Linked DNA regions of Gossypium hirsutum: all the other regions are linked to region 3. Evidence: chromatin contacts called from public Hi-C data. All regions are on one chromosome and are shown on one strand. Each heading gives the region's core, a stretch centred on a gene start, on an enhancer-like site or on the middle of the called end of the contact. The rest is flanking DNA. Distances are from core to core; before and after follow the strand shown.

Region 1 (3,367 bases), core at 540-3,039, 790 kb after region 3:
GTCAATCTTTTCTATTCATTTAACAAACGAGTCGAAATTTATTTATATATATATTTAATAAATTATAATAATAGGACAAAGTTCAAACAATAAACATAAGTAATATAATTCGAATTCAGATTACATCTAGAGTAATAGACACTTTTAATTAGTAGTTTATGACATGTAATTTTTATTTATATATTTTTATTTAACTTAATAATGAACATAAATACAGAAAAACCTAACTAATCGTAAATCATTGATTGAATACTCTGTTAATTTACAGTTATAGTTTTTGCTCCCCTCCATTTTGTTTTTGCCTTTAATCCCAAAATGGTGTTTTCGGCCTTTATCTCCATTCATTTCGAAATTTTATATAATATTGCATATATGTCAATTTTTACGAAAAATAAAAATATATATTATAAAATTTAAAATTATAAGAAAATATTAGTTATTAGGTCATTTTCTATAAATTTAAGAAACATAAACAATAAACGCAAGGCATTTAAGTAAATTTATGGGGTGGAGCTGAACTTAAACCCGACACTGCTGCGAAATTTGATTTGCTTTAAAAAGTGGTCAGAGAATTTGAAGGGATTGAGTTAACACCCTTATGTGTATCCTAAATGCAATTTTTTAAATATCTTTTATTAAAAAATAACGGTATAAACTAATTGAGTTTTTTGTTTTGCTAAGATCTAATCTTTGATAATTTTAAATGTAAAAAGAAAATCTCTTTGACTCTAATCACTGGTTTACTCAAGGGAATCAACCAAACCTTCATAAAATATGGTTCAACTTAATCTTAACCGTAAAAACTGTAACTAATAAAATAAATGAGGGAATCAAATCTTAGCATAAGATGAGCAAAATTTGTAGGGGAAACCAGAACGTGAATTAATGTGAAGCATACCCCATTAGAAAATTGAACACATGAGATAACATGGACAAAAACCTCTGAAATTACAGCTATATGGAATATTGAGAGACTTGCATCACAACTTTTGCATTTAACCAATAATTTCTTCCTCCTCATAACATCTAAATTCAAAAACAAGTATCCAACATAAATATATATGTTCAACGCCAACCCCCACAAAATAATTGAAAATGTCTAGGTATGCGCTAGAAAAAGAAAGAGACATCATAGAAACATTTTTTTTAAGAGTGTCCACTTGATTTAAAGCCAATGAAATCATTTTTCCTTTTTCTTTTTTCTTCTCTATATTGCATACTCTAAAATTTATAAATTTATAAGTTAATATATGGTAAAATTTTAATTTGACTTCTAAAATTGATAACATTTTAGTTTAATCCTTCTTAAAATTATATAAATATAAATTATTATAATGATAAAATTACATTTTAATTATTATAAAAAAAACTACTCGAAACTAACACTTCAATTTAAACCACCTTCCATCTTTACCTCCATAACTTTTTTGTCGACACCATCACTTTCTTAATCAAGACAAGAGAGTGACTTGAAATGTTTGTTTTCATTGGAAACCCCTTTTAAGAGAAAACTCTATCTGAAGGTTTTTTTTTTTTATAAAATTAATTCATCATACACATCCAAAAATGGAAATGGTAGACTTTCAACTAATGGATATGTGAGTCCCACCCACTGACCATATTTTGGATCATAAGTCTGAAATTGGACCTTATGAATAAAACGAAGAAGGCCCACCAAACAAATTTGAATTTTCCATGCACCAACACGTAATGCAAGGCATGATGCATGGAAGGGGAATACCATGTACAGGGTGTGTGCTCCATGTGAGAACCAATACCATGGACCAGCAGGACCCTAATTATGGTCCCAAACCTATCTCCTTAGCCTAGGGGATAAGAAGACTTTTCACTCTTCACCACCTCAAGGCCACATGGATTGCTTGCCAAGCCCAATATTTTTGCAACCCAAAATAAATTTTTTTTCCTAACTTATAATTGAACTTTCGAAAATTAAAATTAAAATTTTAAGATATAAATATTTATATAAATGTATTGTAGATATAATTATTCAATTTTAAGTAATAATATATAGAATAATATTTGACACATTTCCAAAAGAATTTTTAGGCTCCACAAACAGAATTAGAGGTTGATAAATGTACTACAGGGTATAATATAATATTAAAAAATAAATATTTAAAAGAAAACACATATGATAAAATCTTTAAGATTATTTGTAGAATAAAAAAAATATACTGTCGATATACTAAATACTAACCCATAATATATTTATGTACATGTACAGATTTCTATAATTAATTTATTAAAAATTTCTGCAATTTTCAACACAAGATAACGAAAAAATGGTACAAACATTTATTTCTTTCTCTCAAAATGAAATTACCTAACAACTAGTTATTAAATATGAGATGAATACAAAAACAACACAAGATATGAACACATTATTATTATTATTATTATTATTATTATATTGAATCACTTTAACAAACTATATAATTATCATAAAATATGAATATGATCATGATATGAATATGTAAAAATTGGTATGAAATAAACTAACTTAACATAAGAAATTTATTTGTAAATTTATCTATTTAAGTCACACATATAATAGTATCAACATACAATTGTTGCAAAAATTTTCACGAACACAACATACAAGATAAAATGTGTTAGAATCAACACAAAATAAATTGTAAATGTGAAAAAATATAATAATTTTATATATAATAATAATACAAACATGAAACCTAAAGTTTTTTATATATCTTTATAATAACTTAAACATGAGAAAATAATAAACACAAATTTTATCTTTTTTCAAAAGTTATAGAGACAAAATTCTCTTCTTTTCTTTTGAATTAAGAAATAAATTCTTTTCTATTAGCTATTAAGGAATAACGTTTTAAGTTTTTCGTTGTATAGATTTTTCATAAATGAGGTGACTTTATAAATGTTATGTTCATATGCTATTCAAGTCTATTATGGCTTCTTTTTCCACTTTTTGTTGTTGCTTATTCTCTCTTTTGATAACGATAGTTGATTGTTTCTTTCTTTCTGTCTTTTTCTTTATTGTTTTTTGTTGTAAGAGATATAATTCTAACATATTTAGGTTATTATATATGTTAACATCACTATTTATCTTTCTGTCTTTTTCTTTGTTGCTTTTTGTTGTAAGAGATATGATTCCTACATATTTGCGTTATTATATATGTTAACATCACTATTTGTTTAGTACTCATTAAATCTATTCTTATCAGAAAAAAATAAACTTCTTTTTTTATTTAAAAATTATTGTGCCGACTGTCAAAATTGTTATATAGTATGCAAATTAAAATTCCTTCTATAAAAGGAAAAAGTGTTCATACTACTTCTATTTTTATCTGATTTCCAACTATTTTTTGGT
Region 2 (3,521 bases), core at 585-3,084, 750 kb after region 3:
AAAAAAAAAAGAAAGGAAAAAGCCTCATCATCCTCGGTTTACAAAATTCCCAAAGAAAATCAAAACTTGGGCCTTTGGAGAGGGCTCTGTCAGCCTGTTCTACCTCTTTTGTTTTGTTTTTGTTGGGTGAGAGTATTATACAGTATTATTAATTTTTACAGGAACAAAGCTAGTTTCCTAGCTTTTGATGAAATAAAAATATTTGGCCTGAGGATTTTGTAAGTTTAGAACTGTGAAAGTGAAATGCAGCGTCTATGGCGAGCAACAGTTCTCATTCTGAGCTGCTTAGTTTCATCTTTAAAAACCTGGGCAATATCTTGTGCAATCCTCATGGCATCAGAGGAAGCACCTGAGAGCCCTCTCCTTGTGAACCCAGCTGCATAAAGTCCAGCTTTTCCTTTCCACCCATGTGGGAATGAAGCCTTTGGGTACCCATTTTTGGTGAAGAATTCACCTTCCTGTTTCATCATGTCAACTATTTCCATTAGTTTATTTGTCAATCTTGGCTTCTTTAAAACAGTTGAATTTTAGAGCATTTTCTCACCTGAAGCCATGAGGGAACATTGCTGCGGTATCCGGTAGCCAACACAACTGAATCGATATCAAGTTTTTCGCCATTAACGAGCTCAACTTGTCCACGTGAGAAACGCTTGATTCCAGGAACCACATTAATGTCACCTGATCTAATTTTCTCCAATGCACCAATGTCCAATACAGGGGTTTTCCCTTTTGTGTTCTTGAGTTCCAAGGGACCCGTTGATGGCCTTTTAAGTCCATATTTCTCAATGTTTCCCAACATCAACCATGCCAAAATCAACATTAGCTTGTCAACAAGCCAAAGGGGTAGCCATTTCATCATCAAAACAGCCAATTCGAATGTTGATTTCCCAAAAATTTCTCTTGGCAGGACATGAACCTGTTGAAAAACAGAACAAAAAACCCATTAGAATTCAATTTTTCTTCGAAGTGTATCTGATATAAGGTAACTTTTTTTTTTCTGATGACTTACCGAGCTGCGAACCACCATTGAAGGTGAAGCATTGTGGTTGCACAGATCAAAAGAAACTTCCATGCCAGAGTTGCCACAGCCGACAACTAGTACTTTCTGCCCCTTGAATTTTTCACCAGACTTGTAATCACAAGCATGGATAACTTCACCACCAAACTCTGACAATCCTTCAATATCGGGCAACACACACTCGGCATTTTCACCAGTGGCCACAACAAGCGAGCGGCAAACGTATTCGAACTCAGTCTTGTTTGAACCACTTGTAACAATGGTCTTCACCCTCCAGAAACCACTGGTCTCATCATACCTAGCTGACTGCACACACTCATTGAACTTTGGGTTGATATCAAAATGCTTAGCATATGATTCAAGGTAGTCAATGAACTGTCTCTTTGTTGGGTACTCGGGGAAATCCTCAGGGAAAGGTAGTTTAGGGAGTTGGCAGAATTGTTTGGGAAGGTGAAGCTTTAGCCTGTCGTAGGTGCGTTTCTGCCACAAAGATGCAATGCAATCGGTTCTTTCGAGGACAACAAAGGGGACCCCTTGTTCTTTCAGGCAAGCAGCAGTGGCTAGCCCTGATGGTCCGGCACCAACAATGACCGGACCATTGACCAAAGTCCATTTACGCTGAAAGAAATCTTGGTCTTGATCAACAAGGCGAAACAAATTCTCCATTGTCATACGGTGAGTTTGTCTTGAGACAAAAATGTAGAGTTGAAATTAGAGAGCTTAGAGAAAAAAAAGAAATGGTGTTTGTTTTTTTCTTTCAGAGAGAGTAAGTTGTTGTTCTTGGTTTGGAGGGAGAAGATGGGATGGGGCTGCTTAAATAAGGAAGGTCCATGTGATAACATTCAAGAATTTAATGCATTTTAAAAGGGTCCAGTTTCAAATCATAAGCCAATGGCTACCTTTTGTTATTTTATAGAATAATTTAATAGATCCTTATATACATATACATTATACTTAAAAAATTGTTGAAGGATTATCATATTTTTTTGGAATTTTTTATTCTTTCCTTTATAATTTTTTTTGTTTATTATAAAGATGTAAATATATTTAGAAGAGAAAACACTTGGGTTACCAATGAAAGCATGGAGTTTCCATGATTTTGATGCCCAACATCAAATGTGCTTGTAGATTTCATACCAAGCTTGAGATTCCATATTATTTTATATCAATTATTGTATATGTTCCACCAACTTCATAGTAAGTGAACTTTGATAAGATCATTTTATATATCAAAAACAATATATATACATATATGATAATTGAAATACACAATCATATTCAATTAGCACAACTTCATACATCATATTGAATTTGTGCAAAAGAAAAAAAGAAAAAGGGAAACATTGTAATGTTCCTAATTTCAAACATAAAAAGAGAAAAGAGAAAAGAAAAGGAAAAGAAATTAGGTCCTATTTTATGCTGTAATATTTGAGGTAAAATCAGCTAAATTAACCGAAGATGAAGTGGAAACATCATAGGGAGAGAATTAGGAAACAATGAAAATGAAAATGACGCAGCATCCTCTTATGATTCTAATGGACCCACTAGAGAGGAGTTTCTTTCATAAAAAAATTTAAAAATAAAGTAAATAAAGAAATAAATGGGAGGATAAATAAAATATTTAAAATGTATGGAAATTGGAAGCCTAAGTGGCAGAGAGTGCTGACTAGGATATAGGCGGCGATGTTCCCACGTGGATTGGATGAGTGAAGTTGATGAATAAGAAGGGGTTTAACACTGTCACGATCTTGGGGGAGGGATCCCCCACATGAGCCCCTCCATTGCCTTGGGATTGCGACTTGTAAGGCTGTTTCGACCCACAAATGCCCCTTTCTGCCGACCCTCCTCCACACCCACCTTTGCGCCATCTGTCCAACCCACTTCGACTAATTTCACACCACTTCCCAAGAAAAAAAATCTGCTCAACCCATCCACATGCCCTCTTCTTCCACTGTGTATGTTTCTAAGCTGACGATTTGCATGCTCAACTAATATTCCTAACAGACTAACAATATTTAGCCTAGTTGTAAAGTTTATTACAATTTTATGGACAGAATTTAGATTTAAATTTTGAATATGATGTTGTTGAGAAAATAATTATAAATTAATTAATTTTTTATAAATTGTAAAACGGGTATAAAAAATATTTTAATTAAATTAATATTACAACAATAAAGATATTGCTCCCAAATTATAGTTTTTCGTGCCTGGTATTGCCCTTGAACTACAACGATGGTTAGCTTTGAACCTTCATTTGGCTTTTGTGTAAATGTTTATACTTTGCCAAGAAAATTAATAACTATGGGTGTTTGTGATATTTAAAAATGTATTTGATTAATTTATATAGTACATTCTATATAGTACATATGTATCACACACCTCGAGCAATGATAAAAAAAAAAGCTACGAATTTGGGTGAAATAGATGTCAGAAAGCAAACATGGTGAGAAGAGAGAATATTCTTTATGCATGGTAAAGATTGTAAAGTACTAGGATAATCTAG
Region 3 (3,525 bases), core at 604-3,103:
GTCTAACTTAGAAAAATTAATTTCTCAAATTTTAAATAAAAATAAAATATAATTTAACTATTATACAAATTGTATTACCATTATATTTTAGTTTTATCTTTGGATTGATAGTTTGATACAGTGTTCTGCCTTAAAAAAAAACAGTGTGCTCTAGTGGTGCACCAGCGACAAAGAGAAGGGTGCTCATGTTAAACAACGTTAACCCCTGGCGCACGTTAGCCGAGACAAAACAGAAAACTTTTAACTCCAATGAACTAACCTCGCTGTGATATTCGGTGTCCTCCAGTTCTCTTCCTTTACGCTTCCGGTCCTCAGCGGCGGCTGCCTTTTGAGCCGTGGGTTCGGCACTGGCACCGGAGCCGCCAGGTGACGATGTCACCGTGACCTCGTACGCGGCTAAATTGTCTTTGCAGGCACTCCCGCTGACACCAGCTGATCGCGTGTTGGCTCCTGCAGCGACGCTCATGTTGGCGCAGTTAATATTGTCGTTTTCTCCAGAAGCTGCCTCAGTGTTGCAGGGCATGGCCTGAGAGGCTCCTGATTCGGGAGCCATAGCCGGAGTATCGCTGGAATCAACGACCGTCAATTCCCTAACTACGCTCTTAGAATTAGACTGTTTAGATTGTTCCACCCTCACCGCTTTATGCCTGGAGAAGTGAACGAAGTTCTGAATCCTCGTCGACTCCAACTCATTCCTCCTCGACGGCGGTATCGGGGGCCTAGAAGCTGACGCCACAGCTGAAGCTGAAACTTGAGTAACTTTCCCGAGTGGAGGAGGAGCGGAGGTTGTGGCGGTGGTGGAGGTAAGGCAAGGGGCGGCGGAGGAAGGATAGAGGAGATCAGCACAGAAATCGTGGTCGAAGCTGGCGTCGCTGAGAGGATAGTGAAGCCATGAAGCCATTTCGTCTTCTTGCATAAAGAGGTGATGATCGGTAAGCGATTGCTGCTGCTGCTGCTGCTGCTGCTGCTGTTGTTGATGATGATGGTGAGATGAGGAAGACCGGATCTCTTTGGTAGCAGATGGGTCGGCGCCTTGGAATTTGAACGGCGGTGACTTCTTGATAGATCTTTGGTTTTGGCTCTGCATAACAACTTGACCGTTTTGCCACAACAGCTCCATGATTTCATCCTCTGGCCTGTTTCATAATTCCATCGCGTCATCAACTCACGGTTTTGGCAACAATAATAAAGCGATAAAAAATAAATAAAATAAAGAAGAGGAAGAAGAAGGTTTAGCTTACATGGAAGGCTTTTTAGAGCGAGTTAAAGTAGAAGGGATGGAATCATCATCTTCCATTTCGAAATCGGGGACGCAGTGATTCATCCTCTCTCTCTTAACACTTTAATCTGTATTTATATTAATCATTAATAACCCACCCAAATAGAAAAATTATAGAAAAAGGAAGGAGGAAATTGTAAGTATTTAAGGTGTTAAGGCCGTAAGAGAATGGTTTGTTTTTTACTTGTGTAGAAGTGGAAATCCTAAAAGAAATACAACATAGGTGGTGTTATGAAAAAACCCTAGATAGGAAACCAAAATATATTTGAAAATCCAAAGCCGTACAAAGCTGTCCAACGTTGTAGCATATGTATATATATATACTGAAATGGCAGATTGGCAGTGTGAGAAGAAAAAAGGAAGCAGGAGAAGGGTTTTTTAGAAAAAAAGATTTGGTGTGGGGATGAAGTATAATTTAGGTGTTTCACCAAAGATAAGATCCTGTTTTTCTCTGCATCTTTTGACAGTGGATAGTACCAACGCTTTCTTCCTTCTTATTAATAATCAGATGCCCACAAACAAAATGGTTGTTTTCTTTTAGCTGCGGACCCCAATCTTTTTTTGTTTCCACAAATTGACGGTACTGGTTTTTGTGTGTATCAATTATATATTTTGTATATCAACCATGTATTTTAATTACATGAATTGTAATCGGCTTATTAACTAGATTCAAATTTTGATGAAGATCCATAATTTTTATAATTATAATTAATTTAATTTAAATGTAATATGAGTACTTTTTATATAAAATTACAAGAAAAACTATAAAATTCTTTATTTTTCAAATCCAATTTAACTTCTACCATTATCTTAGTTAAAATACGTTAAAAATGATTATATTTATTAAAATATATATATTGAAAAGAATGTGAATTGTCAGCCCTGGGTTTTATACGTATGCTCAAATTGTACTTATTTTTAATGCTAAAAAATTTGCTTTCAGCTGTGAGAATGCTGAATTACAGTTCAACACCTGCTGGGCAGCTGTCTTTACTACAAGTCAAGTCGGTTTCTCTTTCTTTATATATAATATGTTTTTTGGCCACTAAAGTTATAATTATTGAGTTCCATGCTTTTGACAAATGAAATGATAATTTTGTCGCTTGTAATTACGAAACTGCATTCAATTTTCTTCTTTTAATTTTCACTTAGTCCTATTTTTATTAATATATTTTGTGCCACTGCTGACGCTAATTTTTATTCCAAGAAAAATTACGTTACAATAAAAAAAAAACACGAGTTACTTAAATTGATAAATTAGAAAGAAAGAAAAGTTGGATTTAATTATGGTTTAAAACAATGATTGGCACATAGCCTTTCCAAATAAAGTATTAGTACTAGGATACTAATTTTGATACATTCAATTTAAGTATCATCTTATATACTTAATATTATATTTAATAAAATAAAATTGTAGTCATTAAAGGAAAGTGAGTGGGTTTACTTTAAGAAGAAAATGACAATTAACGGTAAACTGTCTTATGATGTAAACTTAATTAATCCTTTATTATTATTATTATTATTATTATTATTATTAATTCTTCTTCTTTTAGATAAGATGCTACCTTTTTTATATGCTCTTTATAGATTTTTTTTTTGGTATATAATAATTGGTAGTTGGATTATTTATGTTATATATATATATATCTCCTTTTAGCACTGGCAATAATTTATTATATTTCTTTTATCAAAATAATTATTTTATAATATCATCTCTCTTTAAGCATAATCAGAATCTTTTTCAATCTCATTCAAATTTATTTTAATATTGGAACTCCAAATTAAATTCTTTCTTTCTTTTTTTTTTAATAAGCTGTTTATAAGTATTTACCTTTAAGTAATTATTTAATATTTAATGTTGTTGAGATAGAAGCTTGACCATAATTTACAATGATCCATGAAGTGCAATTTTGATAACTGGTATTAAATTTATTTTAAAAAATTAAAATAATAAAACATAAGGAGTTTTGTGTGTGTGTAAAATTTTAATTGATTTCTTTTTCTTATCAAATTACACCCATTCAAACCCTATTATTATTATTTAAAGAAAGGGCAAAAGAAGCCAAGATTGGTGTTAAAAGAATGATTATTATTTGAAGGTATTGTTTTAGTAATTTAAAAAAAAAAAAGAAGATGAAAGTGGGAGGAGGCAGTTGGGAAATAGTGTAGGGATAAGAAACATGTTTTCTTTCTCCATATGGGGGACTGTCCCTTCACACTCACCCACATCCTATGACTTCCAATTT

Evidence for each region. Hi-C and Micro-C count contacts between places; a contact is called where the count stands out from the background.
Region 1: a Hi-C map of leaf shows a contact between it and region 3, with 2.8 times the contacts expected there. The contact joins the enhancer-like site here to the promoter of LOC107894214 in region 3. A contact is called at or near these places in 5 of 34 Hi-C or Micro-C datasets (fibers and leaf).
Region 2: a Hi-C map of leaf shows a contact between it and region 3, with 1.7 times the contacts expected there. The contact joins the promoter of LOC107955258 here to the promoter of LOC107894214 in region 3. A contact is called at or near these places in 3 of 34 Hi-C or Micro-C datasets (all in leaf).

What each region holds. Positions count from the first base shown.
Region 1 is chrA07:42,508,478-42,511,844 of Gossypium_hirsutum_v2.1, reverse strand. No RefSeq gene overlaps it. Among protein-coding and RNA genes, the nearest start is that of LOC107955258, 44 kb to the left of the region's middle. Within about 2 kb of position 1,789, at least 3 of the 9 cell types and tissues checked have an H3K27ac peak or open chromatin away from gene starts, as enhancers often do. A contact at or near this core is called in leaf, where this site is marked.
Region 2 is chrA07:42,552,221-42,555,741 of Gossypium_hirsutum_v2.1, reverse strand. LOC107955258 (probable indole-3-pyruvate monooxygenase YUCCA8) reads right to left here and starts at 1,834. Exons shown (of 3, transcript XM_016891001.2): 1 at 1,010-1,834; 2 at 545-916; 3 at 1-458. The coding sequence starts at 1,690. The coding sequence ends at 225.
Region 3 is chrA07:43,299,230-43,302,754 of Gossypium_hirsutum_v2.1, reverse strand. It overlaps LOC107894214 (transcription factor PIF1), which reads right to left and starts at 1,853. Exons shown (of 8, transcript XM_016819453.2): 1 at 1,242-1,853; 2 at 260-1,136. The coding sequence starts at 1,324.